Linked DNA regions of Mus musculus: all the other regions are linked to region 1. The links are chromatin contacts, called in public HiChIP or PLAC-seq and promoter capture Hi-C maps. All regions are on one chromosome and are shown on one strand. Each heading gives the region's core, a stretch centred on a gene start, on an enhancer-like site or on the middle of the called end of the contact. The rest is flanking DNA. Distances are from core to core; before and after follow the strand shown. Region 1 holds the start of Gpalpp1 (GPALPP motifs containing 1). Region 2 holds the start of Slc25a30 (solute carrier family 25, member 30). Region 3 overlaps Tsc22d1 (TSC22 domain family, member 1).

Region 1 (3,427 bases), core at 62-2,561:
CCTTAAACATACTACCCAAGTAAAGCTCTCCATGTCCACCACAGATGTGAAACACTGACAGTTACAACTTAATATATAGAGCAGTAACATTCAAGTTCAAAAGGCCACATTTATCATCTTGGAATTACCTTCGTTTTCTGTTTTCTGTTTTGAGGCAAATTGAATTTTGCATCATGTGATCGTGGAAAATAAGAATGTGTAACTAAAAAAGAAAAGAGGGTTTCATTTAAGATTGCAAAGGTACAATTGTTTATTGATCATTTTTTTCTTAGATTAAAAACAAAAACTGTGTAGGTAGCATGGAGTGCAGGTACTCTTGGAGGCCAGAAGAAAGCTATCGGCTCCTCTGAGGCTGGAGTTACAGGCAGTTGAGAGCCCAGTGTGGATGTTGAGAACCGAGCTTTGGTCCTCTGCAAGAGCAATAGAGTCTCATCGCCAACCCATTTCTCCACCTCCCCCCCAATCAATCCTTTTCTAATGCATACATACAATCATTACTTCCTAATACCTAGTTTTATCTCCTGTATCGCGTCTTCCTACACTGAGGGGATAGGAAGCTCTCAAAAGGTATGGATTTTTGTATGTTTTGTTTACTGCTATGCAAGTAGTCCCCAGTTTTATAGTTGGGTTAAATTAATAAAATTTTGGATGAGCAGGTGGCAGGAAACCTAGTGAGACACATTTTGAATACTCATTACCAGCCTCCAAAACTACAGCGCAAAGCTGAGAGATAAAAAGAGAAAGCTGGGAGAGGAAAGAAAGAGAAAGTAAAGTAGGGCCACTAGGAACTGCAGCTTACCCGGAGATTGGTAAGACGTGTGGTACGTGGAAAAACCATTAGGAGACAATCCCCAGTACCAAGGCGTGGAGGCTTGCAAATTCCAGGCCTGCTGGCCGCTGAACTGAGATTGAGCATCGGGCGGAGCCTGGGCATCGAAAGGAGGCTGCGCCGCGGGAAGAATCTGAGCATCGAACGGTGGAAGCGCTCCGGAGGGAGGCTGGGGCAGCACGTGAGGCTGTCCCTTCCGGCTCTGCTCCGAGCCCGCCACTGGGGACGACAGAGGAGGTGGTGGCGGCGGCAGCATGGCCCAGTACACCCAGTTGTCCCGCGGCGGCGCAGCTTCGCTCGGAGTCCCGGGCGCGGGAGTCAGATCCGGGGCCGAAGGCCACACGGCGGGTGCCGGTTCAGCCATGCCACCTAGCAAGCAGCGAGCCCAAAGTGCAACTGTGGAACTATCATTAAGCGTCACTTCCGTTACAGTAATCTGGCCAATGAGCCCATCGCGGGCTTACGTCATCAGACAAAGCCGGAAAAACCTTCGGGCCTTGCAGCAAATCCTGGTCTACACCGTCCAGCCTGGGTTTAGCTAAACTGCGTGTGCAGGTTGGCTTGGGCTTTGAGCGACTGTGCGTCGCAGCGAATGGCTAGGGACCTGATCGGGCCGGCACTGCCGCCAGGCTTCAAGGAGCACGCGACAGTTGAGGACGAGGAACGGGACCCGAGCCCGGGTAAGCAGCAGCGGGCGTCTGCACTCCCGGGAAGGACTGGCGACCACCGTGGAGTGGGCGCGGTCCGCCCTGGGGGAAAAGCTGGGCAACGCCTGAGTGTTTGGGACCCGATCATCGTTAAAATGACTATACAGTCCCAATTTGCTATTATTACGAATAGGACTGTGCTAACTGATCAATCTTCGTCCGGTCGTCTGTTTAACCCTTCCATCAACTGTATAAGAAAAGATGATGGATGGTGCATGTGTTACAAATGATGACAGCGGCTGATGAATCGGTGCCTAAGACACGCAGCTAGTCCGTGATGAAGCCCAAGTTAGAACCTAGTATCTCTATATCTTCAGATTTACAAGACTCTTGCCAAAGATCCTGTGCCTCTCTCCTCCCCGGCCTGACTTCCCGACCTCATTCTATCATTCCATCTTACACAGCAGCCCAGTGCCCACACAGTTCGAGTTTATGCTTTGACGATAGACTTTTGGGGGTGCTATGGTTGTACTTAAATGCCTGACAAAACGTCCTTCATATACCAGTTTAAGCGTCACCTTCCCGAGCATTGTCACGTCTTCCTCCGGGTTTTCCTCTCCCCAGTTACGCTAATATTTAACACATTCTGTTCAACTAATTTGTGGATATCTCAGTCTCCACCAATTCACTGTGTCTTGCAACCTTAACATGCATCTATGCCACATCAATACCTCGCACACTCTTTCATGCTTTTCCGGCTTTAGTGTTTGTTCCAGTTTGAAGGCCGGCGCTGACTCTACTTGGGAAAGAACAAAACTGACAGAATGTTGATCTGACTTTGTTTTTCTGGCTACCCAGAGACTATGTCTCCGGCAGATTCTTCCTTCCAGATCTTATTTCTAGTGCCGTTATTTTTAAAAATTCCCTTTATTCTTTGTTTTAGGAAGGAAATTTCTACCCAGTTAGGTTGAAGAAGTATGAGTGAATTCAATTTGGTAAATCCCCTGCAATTTCTTTACCTATTGTACAGGTAACAGACATTTGGGTAGATTCTGGTTTTGTTTTTGTTTTTAACTCTTACAAAGAGTGCCACTATGCACTGTGTATGTGTGTGCATGTGTATCTATCTGTCTGTCCGTCTATCTATCTCCTCTGTTATACACCCTCAGTTTCAGAATCCTACCAGTTTACCAAAGCCCTCAGTGAGTATAGGAGTTCTGATTGTTCCATGTTCTCCCTAATCATTTTCCTCTGTCTTTTCAATCTGGTGTTTTGAAGCCATATTTTGTAGTAATTTAAACTTGTATTTTCTTGTGAGAAATTAAATTGAACACTTTTCTAATTTTTTATTATCTTTTTACCACTGTGCTCTGATAGTCTTTTGCTTATTTCTTATTGAAATTTCTTTTGTCTTCTTGATCTGTAGTTTGTAAAATTGGCATACACAGCATTAGGTTCCATTATTTATATTCATGTGTTTGTGTGTGGGTATGTGCGTGTGAATGCAAGTACCTGAAGAGAACAGGAGTTGTGTGGACCCTTGAAACTGGAGTTACAGGCAGTTGGGAGCCTCCAGATGTGGGTGCTGAGATCTGAACTTGGGGCCTCTGCAGTGTACACTCTTAACTGCTGCCTGAGCCATCCTTAAGACCGAATTATGTCATTTTTTAAACAAAACTTTTTGTTAATTCTTCTTCCCACCCCCTCTTATCTCTTTTAGCCTTCAGGCATCTCCCATAACCTCCTTTCCCCTTCTGTGTCTCATGTGTGTCCCCTATTCTTCAATACCTCTTTTAACCCCCTCATAATCTCTTTTCTAGTTTCATAGCTTATATCCGTACTCAGCCCACTTAATATGCACTTGTATGAACATCAGAGAGGACTGTGTATTTGCCTTTCTGAAACTGGGTCACCTCACTATAGAACACTTTCCAGTTATATCCACTTTTCT
Region 2 (3,653 bases), core at 334-2,833, 320 kb after region 1:
ATGTGTGGGGGCAGGGAAACTGAAGTGGGAAGACTCCCCCTGAATGTGGCCAATACCTTCTATCAGAAGCTGATATACAAGGAGCCCCAAGGGAAAACCCTTTGCTTGCTTGCCTTTGCCTCTTGCTAGTGAGCGCTTCTGTCATTGCTTCTAAATTCCTTTGCTGGCACCAGAACCAGGCTTCATTGGCTCTCCAAGATGGACTGAAGGCCATTGGTTCTACAGGAGCCTTGGCATCAGATTGGGACTACTGAGGCACCCAGGCTGCTGGTATGAGCAGCTGCCAGGTCCCCCAGCCTTTTCACATTGCAGGCAGCCATCCTTGGACTGACTACCCAGACCATATCATGTGAGGTGGCTGAATAAATCCCCTTTGAATATAGTCATTATATTGGTTCTTTTTCTAAAGAGAACCCAACTACACTGTTTTATGTTATGTGACACAATATAAAAGGAAACACACAGAAGAACTTTATAACAAAACTTTCCAAGGACAATCGGCAAGGACTATTGAGAACTGGTTTTGAGAACTGGTAGGCATTGTGCTGGAGAGCAGAGAGTGCTAGACGATAAAACATCCCCAGGACACAGAAGCAAGGGCTTCCAAGAAACAAACCCAGCAGTCCACATCCGTTTTCAATGCAAAGAGGAGGGGCTTTGTTGAGGAGATAGGAACCTTGAACAAGCCGCATCTTGCTCTATGCACCTTGCTCCGTAGGTAACAATGACAAACTGGCAGAGTGCATGTCCAGAAATGAAGGAAGTCTTGTGAATATCCGCCATTGTTCTAAAGGTTTCTAAATTTAATCACGAGGAAATAATCCCACGAATCCAGAACTTGACAAGACAATTGGTCTGGACCGCAACTATGCCAAAGTTAAGAAGAGTTTAGGAAACTAGAGGCTCCGGTCAGATTGTAAATAAATAGCTAATGAAAAAAAGAAAAAGAAAACGAGAGCTCTGGTTTAAGAAGTTTACGAGAGGTGAATTCAGATGCATTGGGTTGATTTTTAGTAGCTCCCGAGTTTCCTGTGCGCATGTGTGGATGACCTTTTGAGACAGCAAGGGGATATAAATATTATCATATTTATATGGGATATGATTGAAAATGTACTCAGTCTCTTGTATATGATAAGTGGTAATTTTTCAAGAGTTCGGTGTGAAAGGAATAGACACAGAAAGAATGCAAGAGTTGCGAAATGCTAGCGTTGGTGAGTCTGGGCTCTCAGTTTTCAGTCAGCACATTTCAAATTATAAAGCTCTATGTTAAAAACAGTGAACGCAAGATGATTCTTTGCGACTGCCGAGGTTCTGGGAGACACGGAGAAGCCCCTCTGAAGAAGAGTCTGTGGCTTCCCGGCTTCCCCTTCACAGACCGAAGGCAGTGGGGAGCAGCGAGCAGCCCGCAGCTCGGTTCCCAGCAGTGAGAGCCTGAGAACCCCAGTCTGGTTGCTTCTGGGACCCGCTCTTCCTGGGTCTCCTTGGCTGTGGCTGGAGGCGTGGCCTTGAGGGAGCCGGTGTCGACAGTGACCAATGAGAACGTGGTGTGGGCGTGTCCGGGCGAGAAGCGGGCGGAGCCGTTCCCGGCTTGGGCCGCGCCCGCCGTTCGGCGGCCTTTTCTTCCGCTCCCGCACCGAGGTGCTCCCAGGCGGCTGCACTGGCTCCGAGGAGTAGCAGGAGGAGCTCCGCCGCGGGGTGAGTTCCCGGCCGCGCTGCTGCCTTGTGGACCTGGCCAGAGAACCGCTGCGGCGGGTTTGCTCCGGGCTGAAGTGCGCTGGGGTTCGCGGGCTGGGGTTCGGTGGGTACGAGGTTCCGGAGCCCGGGCTCGCTCTGGGACCCGGGCTCGCTCCCGGGTTCTAGTGGTTCTGCGGGATCTGCGGAGGATGGCTGAGGGGGGCGTCCGGGAGGCTCAAGGGTTGCACCCTTTGCTGCGACACTTCTTCCTCCCACCGGTGTGCGCCCCTCCCATCCGTGGGCAGAGACGGTGCAGCTTCAGCACCCGCGAGCTCAGTACCCGGGATAGGGCTCTTCATCCATTGAATTGCTGGTGTAGGGCTGGGGATGTTGCTCAGTGGTTGAGCTATTTATTGTATACAGGGTCCCGGGTTCAATCATCAGCGTTGCTAAATAGGCGGTTAATAAACAATGTCCATTTTCTTTAAGGTAATGGGGCGCGCGCGTACACACACACACACACACACACACACACACAAATTGCTCGTGAAACAACAAGCTAGGTTGCTGCTTGCGAGTTCGCAAGAACCTGTCAAATGAATTGCTCGAAAAGTTAACGTGCTAATGCGTTTTAAAGGCTTTTTAGGTGTAATTTCAGGCAAAACACTCAGTAGTCAGGATTGTTCTTGCCTAAGAATAGCAAAACAATGCTAGAACGAACGCCCTTGTAGATTCTACATTCGGAGATGTGTTAGTGTGAAGCTGAAAGGCATGGATTTAGATCTTAGCAGTGGCACTGCCAACTTTTGTAACATGGGCTTAATTATCTCGTGAAAAAATGGTACTATTTCTAAAATGTTTTTAAAACACCATATTTCATAAGTATGTGTTGAGTTTGGTTTTTTCTTTTTTTTACCTGTACACTTAAAAAAAGATTCACCCAGTCTTATTTATGTGTCTGTGAGTTTATATGCGAAGTACTTTTGGAAGTCAGAATGCATCAGATTCTCTAAAACAGGAGTTCTAAGCAGGTGTGAGCCACTTGATGTGGATAGTGGGAATCGAACCCTGGTCCTCTGGAAGAACAGGCTGAGCCATCTCTCGGCCCCTCACTGTGTGCTTTTAATGAAGAATAGGAATAGGAAAGGCTTATGAAAAGACAGTGTAATGGGGGAGAGATTTATGAGAACACGAAGGGAAGAGTATGTGATTACGGTTTAAGACTGTACACTGAAAGAACAGACCAAAATGAAAATGATTTATTAATTATATAAGAGGAACTTGGAGAGCCCGCAGAAGTACTAGCAGTGCCAATTTTAAAGAATAATCGTACAAAGCAGTGAGTTTCATCACACTGACTTCATAGCTTTGTTTCTCATCCTACCCACCCGCCCCCTCCCTCCATCGACTGCCTGCCCAGTTAGAGCCCTTCTACTTTCTTTTTTTTCTCATTTTTTAAAATATTTTTTATTATGTATTTTCCTCAATTACATTTCCAATGCTATCCCAAAAGTCCCCTATACCCTCCCCCCCCCACTTCCCTACCCACCCATTCCCAATTTTTTGGCCCTGGCGTTCCCCTGTACTGGGGCATATAAAGTTTGTGTGTCCAATGGGCCTCTCTTTCCAGTGATGGCCGACTAGGCCATTTTTTGATACATATGCAGCTAGAGTCCAGAGCTCCGGGGTACTGGTTAGTTCATAATGTTCCACCTATAGGGTTGCAGATCCCTTTAGCTCCTTGGGTACTTTCTCTAGCTCCTCCATTGGGAGCCCTGTGATCCATCCATTAGCTGACTGTGAGCATCCACTTCTGTGTTTGCTAGGCCCCGGCCCTTCTACTTTCTAGTCCATCAGCTGTTTCCTTTCTCTCCGAAGGTCTTTTCCTCCTTTCTCATGACTGTCTTCCTAGTAACATGATCCGTACACATACACTTACAAATACACACATATATTTATTTATTTATTTATTTTTTAAT
Region 3 (3,662 bases), core at 157-2,656, 340 kb before region 1:
CTTAGGGGAGTCACGGCTCTGGTTACTTCCATTTTAAAAGAGAATTCTTTCAAGCTGGAGAGATGGCCCAATGGTGAAGAGCACTTGCTGTCCTTGGAGACAACCCAGTTCCCAGCACCCACAGGGGCAGTTCACAACCACCTGTCACTCCAGGCCCTAGGGATCTGAAGCCCTCTTCTGGACTCCACAAGTTAACTACATATTCATGGTGTACATATAGACAAGCGCTCTCTCTCTCTCTCTCTCTCTCTCTCTCTCTCTCTCACACACACACACACACACACACTTTTAAACTACCTTCAAGCTAAGTGTATTAGATATATTAGATACAATGAGAAGCAATGATAAGACCGACAACATCATGGGCCTCAGGAAGTCGGGCAGTACACAGAATATGTACTTTTAAATAGAGAAAAATCCCAACGGAGGAGCCCATCCACAAAGGATGGGGGTTAAGGAGAACTGGATGGTACATATGATGACAAACCAAAGGTACTTCTAACATGAGGAAATGTAGCTGAGCTCTAAAAGGGGAGTAGGGGACCTCCCAGTCACAGAAATCCCCTATGACAAGAGGGAGTAAGACATCGTGTCTTAAGCAAGCCAGCTGGAAGGCCAAATCATGGGGCTTGTCATTGTACAAAAATAAACACTTTTTTAAAATTGGGTTTAAGCAGGAGGCAGGCATGAAGAGCAAAGGCCATGGGAGCGGCTGAGGCAGGGTGATGCCCATCCGGGGTAGAGGCTGATGAGAAAAGACACTGAGAGAAGAGGTGTGAAGATCAGCTAAGCTTAGAGACCTCGGACAGAGGGGGAAACAGTCTCTCAACACCCGGTGCTGGGAACAACTGGGTGGGATACAGCAGGAAGAGAAGAACCGCAAGAAAAGAAGAAAACCCTGCTCACTCGCCTCACTTTTCCGTTCCAAATAGATCACAGACGTCAATGTAAACTCAACCGTTAAAACTTTATTGAAAGCAATACAGGGGGCTGTGGAGATTAGTTTTTTCTTGTTGTTATTGATTTTTGTTTTGTATAATAACTACCAAACTCATGGCATATTAGAGAGGCACAGCTCATTAAAATGAAACCTTTCTCTTCTCCCAGGCACCACTGGGTGAATGAAAGGTCAAGCCATGAAAGGAAGGCCATCTGGTAAGGACCCGGCGTTGGACTGGGACTTCAGTGCCACTGAGAAAATGACTTTTAGATGGGTAGCAGTTATGGATAGCTCGCCAAAGAGACAAGAGAACAAGACTCTGACAGAGTGCGACGTGGACTGGGGACCTGCAGATTAAAACAATGAAGAGCCACCGTGAGCCACCGTGAGCCACCGTGAGCCACTGTGAGCAGACAGACGCAGACACTGGCGCTGCCAGATGCTGGGGATGACGCCAAGTGACAGAACCGGTAGCCACAGCTGGCAAAGAATGCAAAATGAAAACGGCCACTTTACAGGACAGTCGCAGCCTGTGCTACAGAGGGAGGCTGAGAACGGGCACTTTGCCAGAAGAATTCAAACTTGGGTCCACATAAAGAAAGCAATGTCTGAACAATCATGGATGGTATTCCTCCTATCAGCCCCAAAGCCGCTGTGAGAAGCCATTCAATGCATAAACAGTAGCAAATATGTACGCCTGACAGGAGCTGATCTGCCACCAAAAAGAAAAGAAAGAAAGAAAAAACCATTCAGCTACATAGTGCCAATGAAAGCAAGCCAGTCTGCCCCGTCACACTGAAGGCAGGCAAACTGGCTGGGAAACGATTGGTGGGTGCCAGAGGTCACAGTGAGAAAAATTAATACCCAAAGACCACACATTTCCAAATTTGCTACAAAATTAACTTACGCATCATGTGTATAAAACTGCTTCTCCAACTGTGACAAATATGCCACTCACTAGGATAGTAATGGAGTGACATCAAGGGAGAGGTCAGGAGCTACTGAGGTGAGGCAGAGAAAGAGCAAGGTCTACACGTCTGTCACCTTCCTTTTCCTCAAAGAAGGGTCTGAGAAGGGCAAAAGGGTAAAAACTGGTGGACAGCCAGTGGCCAAAGAAAGCCACTGGTTTGCGTAAAACCATTTAAGCACAGAGAGAAGCGAGGACAACACGCCGAGCCCTGAAGCTCATCCATGGCTGGGGTGGAGAGCAATGGCAACTTGAGAGACAGGAAGAGAGAGAAGAGAGAAAACATGAAGTCACAGAAGCCAACAGAGTGCACTTCAGGAAGTACAAGAGTTCAAACCAAGGCTGTGCTTGCACAAGGTCAGACAGAGAAAGTCATGAGCTGCTGTGTTTGGCAACAGAGGGGGCCTTGATGACTGTCCACAGTCATCACGGTGGTGCAGGTGCAGGAAGCAAAAGCCAGGCTGGGACAGACTGAAGAGAGACAGAATCTGAGAAGCTGTGACAGTACAAATAGACCAGTCTGGGTGTCCAAGGTGCGGTGACTGGAGACAATGTGTAAGGAAAAGTCGAGTGGACTTCCTTCTGCTCTAAGCCCACAGGGAGGTGAGCTGACCCGCATCACCATTTGGTCTGAAACTCGATGGAGCCAGTCAACTCCAGCCTCAACAACGCACTGTAGGAAGCCTTTCTGTGAGAAGCTGCTTGTCTCCAAGGAGCGCTTCTCGGAGCTGGCACTGGGCAGTTTTCAATCATTTCTAAACCTGTTAAGACTCCAAAAGCCTTCTTTACTAAAAACTGGTGTATGAAAGTCTAACAGATACTTACAGTGGGCCTGGGGCCAGGGCTCAGGGAGAAAGAATGCATGCTGCTCTCAGAAGACCCAAGTTCAGTACTCAGCACCCACAGTGAACGGCTGATAAATGCCTACACACACACCTACACACACACACACACACACACACACACACTTATATAAACAAATACACAGTTAAAAGTGAAAAAATAAGTGGGGCAGTGGTGGCACACACCTTTAATCCCAGCACTTGGGAGGTAGAGGCAAATGGATTTCTAAGTTCAAGGTCAGCCTGGTCTACAGAGTGAGTTCCAGGACAATCAGGGCTACAAAGAGAAACCCTGTTGTGAAAAAACAAAAGAAAAAAGAAAAAGAAAAAATATTTTTAGAAGATACCCAGAGCAATGATTTATCAGGACTACCTGATAGTAGAGGAAAGAGAACATTAAAAAAAAAATCCCTTAACCAGATTCAAGAGTCAGGAAAGACTAAATAAATAAATCCGAGTGACAATGATGGCTTGCAAAGTGCACAGAGCAACTCTTCCTCCACGTGGGACTCCAATATAGTCAAGGCAAGCGCAAGCAGGGCCAGCTCAAACTAGGAGAAGCAGGCAAATGCAGAAACAGCGACTGCTGCCTAGCTTCCCAGCTGGTGCAAAGGCCAGGGAATGAGCGAGCAGCTACTGGGAACTAGGAGGGAAAACCTCCTGGCAAAGCACCATGGGGGCCTCACTCCTACATGATCCACCTCCAGGTTCTTGTGGTAAAGAACATACAAAAATACCAGGCTCCTGTGTCTAGCAAAACTATCCCGGGAAAGTGAAAAAAGACTTTGGCAGACAAGAAGAGATGGGGGTGGGAGAAGGGTCACAGAAAGGCGCCTGGGAACATTAAAAGTTCCTGTAAGAGGAAAACAAGGCAGGTCTACACAAAGGTAAGCTTGGAGACAGTGGGAAAGCA

What was found. Promoter capture Hi-C pulls out the DNA fragments that hold promoters and counts their contacts. HiChIP or PLAC-seq counts read pairs in DNA pulled down with a chosen protein or histone mark.
Region 2: an H3K4me3 HiChIP or PLAC-seq map of bone marrow-derived macrophages shows a contact between it and region 1, with 5 times the contacts expected there. The contact joins the promoter of Slc25a30 here to the promoter of Gpalpp1 in region 1. A contact is called at or near these places in 2 of 39 promoter capture datasets (the SN4741 cell line and erythroid cells), 4 of 115 datasets of contacts at active chromatin or transcription factors (bone marrow-derived macrophages, memory CD8 T cells, pancreatic cancer cells and 1 more) and 2 of 9 other capture datasets (adipose tissue and liver).
Region 3: a promoter capture Hi-C map of neural stem cells shows a contact between it and region 1. The contact joins the enhancer-like site here to the promoter of Gpalpp1 in region 1. A contact is called at or near these places in 15 of 39 promoter capture datasets (the 3T3-L1 cell line, 3T3-L1-derived adipocytes, the HPC-7 cell line and 10 more), 1 of 484 Hi-C or Micro-C datasets (bone marrow-derived macrophages), 24 of 115 datasets of contacts at active chromatin or transcription factors (bone marrow-derived macrophages, craniofacial prominence, embryonic basal ganglia and 17 more) and 3 of 9 other capture datasets (adipose tissue, embryonic stem cells and liver).

Annotation. Positions count from the first base shown.
Region 1 is chr14:76,108,699-76,112,125 of GRCm38.p6, reverse strand. It overlaps Gpalpp1 (GPALPP motifs containing 1), which reads left to right and starts at 1,311. Exons shown (of 8, transcript NM_026177.3): 1 at 1,311-1,509. The coding sequence starts at 1,422. Nufip1 (nuclear fragile X mental retardation protein interacting protein 1) reads right to left here and starts at 1,235. Exons shown (of 10, transcript NM_013745.5): 1 at 800-1,235; 2 at 129-202. The coding sequence starts at 1,193.
Region 2 is chr14:75,784,967-75,788,619 of GRCm38.p6, reverse strand. It overlaps Slc25a30 (solute carrier family 25, member 30), which reads left to right and starts at 1,583. Exons shown (of 10, transcript NM_026232.3): 1 at 1,583-1,695.
Region 3 is chr14:76,450,960-76,454,621 of GRCm38.p6, reverse strand. All of the region lies in intron 1 of Tsc22d1 (TSC22 domain family, member 1), which reads right to left. Among named protein-coding and RNA genes, the nearest start is that of Tsc22d1, 37 kb to the right of the region's middle. Within about 2 kb of position 1,406, at least 20 of the 459 cell types and tissues checked have an H3K27ac peak or open chromatin away from gene starts, as enhancers often do. A contact at or near this core is called in neural progenitor cells, neural stem cells and stem cell-derived neural progenitor cells, where this site is marked.